Regions from separate parts of the Mus musculus genome. Here region 2 is linked to region 1. Evidence: chromatin contacts called from public Hi-C data. All regions are on one chromosome and are shown on one strand. Each heading gives the region's core, a stretch centred on a gene start, on an enhancer-like site or on the middle of the called end of the contact. The rest is flanking DNA. Distances are from core to core; before and after follow the strand shown. Region 1 overlaps Kcnq3 (potassium voltage-gated channel, subfamily Q, member 3). Region 2 overlaps Lrrc6 (leucine rich repeat containing 6 (testis)).

Region 1 (3,920 bases), core at 943-3,442:
GCTGACAACCATCTGTAGCTCCAGTCCTAGGGCATCTACCCCTTTTCTGGCCTCTCTAGGCACCAGGCATGCACACAGTGCATAGACACACACGCAGACATAATGCCTATACACTATATGTTTTAAAAATTAAAAGGGTAATAGAAGAATAGAGTAATGAAAAAGATATTATGTATGTAAATAGTAGCAATATGTAAATATGTAGCAACACAGTAGATGCAAATCCTACAGTATCTGTTACTACATTAACTAGAAGTGGCTTGTATATACCAACCTAAGAGCAGGGATAGACCAAATTGGAAAAAAAATGCATGTTTGAACTATAGACTCTTTACTAGAAGTACATTTTAGACCTAAATAAAAGACCACATAGAGAATATGACAGTCACTTCATCAGAATAGCAGGACAGTGATAAGCATAGATGCAAGCCACATCAAAGCTCCTCAAGGCACAGAGCAAATGTGCTATCCATGAGAACCACACAATTTCACGCGAAATATTGGTACTTTGAATATTCTCTATGAAATAATGGATGGACTAAGTGGCTGGGAAGACTTATGTAACAGTACCAACCAGCTAGACCTGACAGACATTCCCAGAACACTGCACACAGCAACAGCAGAAGACATGTTCTCTCAAGTATACATGGATTGTTTCCCAGGATGCCCATATGCTGGGCTAGAAGATGAGTTTCAGAAAATTGAAAAGGCTGCAATCATACACAATATGTTCTTCAGTAACAACATTATAAAATTAATAATCAATAATAGGCAGAAGTTAGGGAAACCCATAAATATATATAGGATCTGAACAATAAAATCCTAAATAATCAAGGGGTCAAAGGTGAAATAAAATTAGGGATGTGTTTAATAAAAAATATACAAAGTTCACTATTCAAAACTACAAAATGGTATTAAAATTATTTTAAATTAAATAAATGTCATAACATTTTATGCTTATAGACTAAAAGCCATAATATTTCAAGATGACAACACTTGAAATTACCTACAGATTTTAATACCATCTTTTTCAAACTCTAAGTTGCAAAAATTGATAACTAAGTTTCAGCCTGACTGGTATATTTCCTAAATACAAATCAGTGTCAAATATAATGAGAAGGTTACATAAATTTCATGATAATGTATTCCATATATTGTCTTTTTTGAACTGGGGTCTAGAAAGGATTTTTCATCTTTTCCCATAAGGAATGAGACTATTCATATACATAACCACTATTTGTTGAACATAACCTTTGTGACAAACATTATTCTATGATCTAGAAATTCAGATTTGAACTAAATAGAAAATGCCTCTTATTGGTAGGAATGTTACTGAGGGGATATTCACTTTTAAAAATAATACTTACATGGTAAGTGCAATAAGTATTAGGAGGTAAATGAAACAAATATTAAATGGGATGTGGGGGCATGCCATGCTTTGAAATAAGTTGCTGAGATAAACATCTGGGAATTGTTTCTAATAATGGGGGGAGAATCTTAAGCCATGGTATTTTCTTGATTCTTATGTGGACAGTTTCCCATGCAGACCACTCCCACCATTTATAGAACAGCTAAAAGGAAATATATTTGGAACCTCTGTAAGTTGTACATTCCTTTGTTCTTTGATCCATCTAACTTTCTATCTGCAACCAACCCGTCAGCCAGTCTGACACTCAGGTCCATCCAACCTTCCATCCACGCTTTGAAGTGTGAAATACATTGGGTTTTGGTACACTTACACAGGTGGATCACCATGATCAGCAAGCCCCATATCCAGTTATAATTCCCTGCATCTCTAACATACAAAAGATTCTATTAAGGAGGCATGCAAGCAACTCTGGATCTGAGTTGAATTGAAAACAAAAACAAATACAAAACCAAACCAAACCAAACCAAAACCACAAAACCAAACCACTGGTCAGTTCAGAAGACTTGCTTTTTCTCTATCTCCTCTGAAAATGAAATTCCCACGTCCTTGTTGCTATGCTTCCCAGCACGGCCACCTCCACAGATACTTGTTTCTTTGCCCCAACCAAAACTATCTGCTGTGCCAAGCAGGCCTCTCCTCTGCTAAACGAACCACCTATAAGAGAGACTCAGCCGTGGTTTCTCACTTTGCATGCACAGCCTAGGCCCTGCTGGGGTGTTTAAGTTCCCTGATGGGCTCACTTCCTCATCCCTGGTCTGCCGAAGGCTTCCTAAATGCCAGGAGATGTTTTGATGCTTGGGAGAGACAATGTGCAGTCTCCCCTCTGCTGCAGGAGATGGGTGGGCGTATGCGTGGGTGACAAGCACACTGGGGACCAAGCTAGTAGGAGCAGATGCAAGTTAGAGAGCAGGAAAGAACAGAAACAGAGCTACTTGAGAGCGGCTCTGACCTTGCTGCCCTATTGGTCAATCCTTTGCTTCCAGCCCACAGACACCAGATGCCCTCATCAACGCCTCACTTAGAAATTAGACAAATGCCATACTGCAACTATGACATAAAATAGAACGCTTTATGTCTTAAGAGGAATGAAGCAAAGCAAGATGCACACATTTAGACATGGACAGATTAGCATCATTAGCCACCAGCGGCCCTGCAGTGGTTCCAAGTTAACCTGCAAACAACTGATGAATAGACAAATGTGTTATTAAAAAGGGGATGGAATTTTATTTGGTGATGAAAATAAAATTCGGATAAACCCTGAAACCCAATAAGCGGAAGAAAGAAGCCAGACAAAGAAGAACAAATAGTACTGCTAGAACATAAAGGCTAGAGTTCTGATTCCCATCAATCAAACAAATGCTGAGCCTAAGGGCCGGCTCTCATAATCCCAGAACTCTGTAGGTGGAGACATGGGATCACCAGGCAAAGCTGGTTGGTTACACTAAGCTAAGTCTGTAAACTCTGGGTTCAGCAGGGATACTGTCTGAGCTTATCAAGAAGAAAGTGATAGAGGAAGACACTCCAAATGAACCTCTGGTCTCCATGTCCATAGGTACAGGCACATTCCTCACATATGCATGTATGCACACATCACACACACACACACACACACACACACACACACACACACACACAAAATATATACAAAATATATACAAATGTCCACAACAGGGAACAGTTAAGCCAGTTTGAGTTGGGGGACTCTACCATGACAGCTATGATTGTGAAATCTGAAAAGCATTGCATTATGCATGATATTGTATACACTTAAAAAAAAACATTCTTTGTGTGTGTGAGAAGAGGTGGGGGCCACATGCATCATAACATGTGTCCGCAGATCTGAAGACAACTTGCCTCACTTGGTTCTTTACTCCCACCACGTAGATTCGAAGAGTTGAATTCAGGAATTCCGGCCTGGCAACAGGCACCTCTGCCCACTGAGCATCCCTGAATCACACATTTCAAATGGGTCAATGGGATGAAATATGAATTATATGTCAATAAAGCTGTTATGGAAACAAATTTAAGAGGAGTGCCAACATCTCAAAAAATTCAAATTAATAAGATTTAATGTGATTATTTATTTGATAACTATCTAAGTGAGGGTTGCATTGCTGTGAAGAGACACCATGAGCAAGGCAACTTCTTATAAAGGCCAACATTTAATTGGGGCTGGCTTACAGGTTCAGAGGTTCAGTCCATTGTCATCATGGTGGGAAGCATGGCAGCCTGTAGACAGATATTGGGTTGGAAGAGCCCGGAGTTCTACGTCTTGATCCAAAGGTAGCCAGGAGGAGACTCTGATCCCATTAGCCAGACTGACCTCAAAAACCCACTCCACAGTGACACACTTCCTCTAATAAGGCCACACCTTCTCCAATAAGGCCACACCTTCTAATCGTACCACTTTCCATAAGCCAAACATACTGAAACCACTGCAATATTTAATGTATAATACTTCAACAGTTATAATGCAAACAATTTGCAACGA
Region 2 (3,920 bases), core at 640-3,139, 370 kb after region 1:
TGGGATACTGTAGACACTAAGCCAGATTGCCTTCAGCTATCCTTAGTCCCTTCAGGGCCATTTAGCACTCACCTTCTGTGTCTGATCCAGTGTCCTTCCAACTACCAGGCAAAAACCTTCAGAATGTATGAAATTAGCAGATCATGAGCTTCCAGCAACTCGGATGCCAGACAGCATCAGAACCTGCAATGTGGTTCTCTCTGCTTTGCTGTAACCCACTGACCTAATTTCCCCATAACATATCTGGTACATGACTTTATGTAGTGACATGGGAGCTCATGGACACTTTCACTATAGACACATGATCTGGGGGACACATTCTAGGTTATTTATAGGCCCTGGCCCTCCTACTTGGCTCAGAATAAATAATCTCTTGCTACCTGCGAGGTGAGAACCATGCATTGTGCTGACACTAATATTACATTTACCTTGGGAAGCTCTGCAAAACATTTAATGCTATTTTTCTTTCATGTAAGAAAAGCCTGATTCACAAGATGCCAGCAAGATGAAAATGTCATGGTTTGGGGTTTTGCTATGGTTTTAAAAATGAAAATCTCAGGACTCTCTATGTGTTCATAATGGTTAAAACAAAAACAAGTTTTTACTTTGCTTAGATGTGGTCTAAATGTAAAAAATATTACACCGCGTTTTTCATGTCACAGATGAGCATGTCCCAAGGTGGCCAACCGTGACCAACCCTTCTCTGCCAAGGCAATCATTCTCTCCTCCACCCTTTGCTTTCTATCCTAAAAAAGACCATCAGTAGTAGACTGACCCATCTACTGGTCACAAACACTTAGTGCCCTTCCCTCCCCTCCAGGTTAGGGCAAGATTGTTCTAGGAGACGATCAGCAGGTACCTCATTCTACCCTGGTGAATCCTAAACGGAGAACAGAGAAGAGGGGGAAGAAAGAGAGAGACAGGTTTCTTTGTTTTGCTTTCCCCATCCTCCCCCTCCTCCTCTTTCTCCTCCTCCTCTTCTTCTTTGCCATCTAGGAAAAGAAGGGGGACGCCATTCCCTTTTTTAAGAAAAGTCTGAGATTTACTGTAGCAGATGGACTGAGTCATCCATCCATCTTCTTCTCTCACATCTAGCCCTTCAAATCAAACCAAAAGTACATGCATGCCAGCAAAAAAAGGGAAAAAAGAAAAAAAAAAGTAAAAAGAAAGAAAGAAAAAAGAGTCCCTTTTCTCTTTATGTTTCCCCTACACACTTCTAATCTTGATATGCATGTCCCCAAACTAGCCTGTACCCAGTTCCCCTTAGGGCTGGGAGGCACAGTACAGAAGGGAGCACCTGCCCAGACAAAGGTTAGAGGCACACAGCTGTGACTGTAGTTTGCAAAGTTCAAACCACAATAGCAACGATGTTGCCCTCTAGTGGTAAATTATCAGAACGTTTGTTAAAAGGGAAGTCCCCGACCAGCAAGAGCTTCTCAACAAAAACAAGCCCTGGATAGCCCAAAACAGGAAGGGGTGTCATTAACTTTCTGACAATTACATTAAAATGTATTACCATGAACTTAGTGCTGAGTGAATGCTGCCATTCCTTTTGGCCACAAGCTAACAGTGACAGAGCTGCCGTGTACACCAGTAGTGACTGACTACTCTTCTAAAACAGGAAGATAGTGATAGAGCTCTGAATCTCAGTGCTGATCCTGATTTGGGGCTTTGACGCTGGCAATTTCCAGGTTTTGAGGATAGAGATTCAAAAGGAACAATGTGTATTTATGACTGTGGGCTGTCACTGAGATTACTCTTTCTGCATGGGGAGGCAAAGAGACTAAAACCCCTGTCCCAAGTGAACCCCTCCCTGTTTTAGCTATTGACAGATGGGAGTTGGGTGGCAGAGCAGCTTGCCTGCCTCGGCTCCCCGCCCCTCACTCTGCAGCAAGGCTGACAGTCAACGCGCTCCACCCACTCACAGGGCACACAGCCCTGCCACACACAGGAGAGGTTGGCCAGGGAAACCACCTCACAGCTGTGAGCCCACACCAGCCACTGGACACACAAGACTCTCTGTGTTTACTGTGTGACACCAAACTAACCACCTCAATAAAATAGCCCCGAAGAGAGAGTGGCGATCAAGGAAAGGCATCCAGGGAATGGGAAAGATTAAAATCAGAGTTCTAACTGCATCAAAAAAAATATCATCCATGATATCATCCATCCAACAACAATCGCACCACAGAAAAGCAGCGATCGGTGCAGGAGGGAGTGAGAAGGTAGAAATTGTGGCCAAATCAGAGTTAATTGAAAATGAAATGAATTCTAGAATGAGAAAGAATTAACATAATTATTCTGGGATTTAAATCTGGTGCGATGTCTCAGACTGCAGAATAAAAAGACAGACTAGTTTAAATAGACATGCAGCTTAGGAGGCATGGAAGTTCCAATGAATATAACCACATCCAATTAATAGAGATGGGGTTATGAGAAAGAGGAATGATTTTAAAAAGACAATAAAGGAAGAAATGATATCTGAAAATAAGATAGGAGAAAAAAAGAAAAAAGGAAGTAGGGAGTAAGGAAAAATGTCAAGAATTCTTTATCTGGGAAACTTCAAAATATTTTTTTTTAACAAGTAAACAAAAACTGATGTTTTTGCCAACAGAAGATCTACCATACAGAAATACATTAAATGGCATCTTTGAGGTTGAAATGAAGACATGAAATGAAGATATGAAGATATTAGAATCAATGTATCAGCTGTTGTGGGTAGGGCTTTTGCAGTCACAGTGGTAAACTCCAGGGCTATAAGCCACTGGGTGGCTATTCAAGTGTCATTCAAGATACTCTGTCCTAACACACAGCCTGTTACCATACAGGGTTGGCAGTTGAGAAGCGTGGACAGGGCATACCAGGCAGTGTGGACCAGCAGTGCAGAGCACCAGAGTTGACCAGCAGTGTAGACTAGCAGTGCAGAGCAGCAGTGTGGACAAGCAGTGTGGGCCAGCAGTGTGGACCACCAGTATAGACCAGCAGTGTGGACCAGCAGTGCAGAGCAGCAGTGTGGACCAGCTGTGTAAACCAGCAGTGCGGACCAGTAGTGCAGAGCAGCAATGCAGACCAGCAGTGCAGACCAGCAGTGTGGACCAGCAGTGCAGAGCAGCAGTGTAGACTAGCAGTAGTGTTATGAAAAGTGACAAGAGCCACACCAAAGAATCCCTACACACACCTACCAAAGAATCAAGGACCCAAGTGCCCATGTTTAGGGCCTGTGAGGTCAAAGTCAGTGACATCCTGAAGAGACGGATGTTCAGAGGTAGAACATGTATCTGCAGTGATGTATCTTCGGCCCAGAAGGAGATAATGCAACAAAAAGTTAAAGTCATGAAAACACATGTGTTCATGATAGTTCTGATCCTTCCAAACCTGTTATTTAGCATCTTCAAATTCAAATATTACAAAAAGGATCCACAATAGAAGCAACTATGTGAGTAAATGCAAAAGTCATATAAACTCACTTTTTTTGTACTTTTCTCTCTGAGCTTATTTTTAAATGACTATAAAAATCAGTCATCATAAATCTGTACTGAGGGGTAAGTAATATATATATAAAGATATGGTTTGTGGTAACTACAGCAAAAGGGAAAGACAGCAGCATGAATACAATAGCAAGGTCTTGTCTACTGTTGAAATTAACTTAGCATTAACTGGATCTAGACTGTCCTAAAATAAGATACGAATTTTAATTCCTGTGATGCAACAAAGAGGGGAGGGGAAAGGGTGAATAGGGTCAGGTATGGGGAGGGCAGGAGAGAAGCCCAGAGGGCCAGAAGAATGAATGAAAATAAGCAGCCTCAGGGGATGGGATGTGGGAGGACCTTCTGGAAAGCACTAGAGACTAGAGAGGAGAGAGAAACAATCAGAGCTCTATGGAGGTCACTTAGCCAAAATGCCAACATTAGAGAGAAGGA

Evidence for each region. Hi-C and Micro-C count contacts between places; a contact is called where the count stands out from the background.
Region 2: a contact with region 1 is called in a Hi-C map of neutrophils, with 4 times the contacts expected there. The contact joins two enhancer-like sites. A contact is called at or near these places in 4 of 39 promoter capture datasets (the 3T3-L1 cell line, cranial neural crest, embryonic stem cells and 1 more), 24 of 484 Hi-C or Micro-C datasets (the C3H10T1/2 cell line, the HL-1 cell line, adipose-derived mesenchymal stem cells and 12 more) and 4 of 115 datasets of contacts at active chromatin or transcription factors (SST interneurons, bone marrow-derived dendritic cells, embryonic basal ganglia and 1 more).

The regions. Positions count from the first base shown.
Region 1 is chr15:66,099,524-66,103,443 of GRCm38.p6, forward strand. The region is part of intron 1 of Kcnq3 (potassium voltage-gated channel, subfamily Q, member 3); the gene reads right to left. Among named protein-coding and RNA genes, the nearest start is that of Hhla1, 120 kb to the left of the region's middle. Within about 2 kb of position 2,193, at least 32 of the 459 cell types and tissues checked have an H3K27ac peak or open chromatin away from gene starts, as enhancers often do. A contact at or near this core is called in SST interneurons, bone marrow-derived macrophages, cerebral cortex and 3 more, where this site is marked.
Region 2 is chr15:66,474,687-66,478,606 of GRCm38.p6, forward strand. The region is part of intron 3 of Lrrc6 (leucine rich repeat containing 6 (testis)); the gene reads right to left. Among named protein-coding and RNA genes, the nearest start is that of Gm31006, 24 kb to the right of the region's middle. Within about 2 kb of position 1,890, at least 138 of the 459 cell types and tissues checked have an H3K27ac peak or open chromatin away from gene starts, as enhancers often do. A contact at or near this core is called in SST interneurons, bone marrow-derived macrophages, cerebral cortex and 3 more, where this site is marked.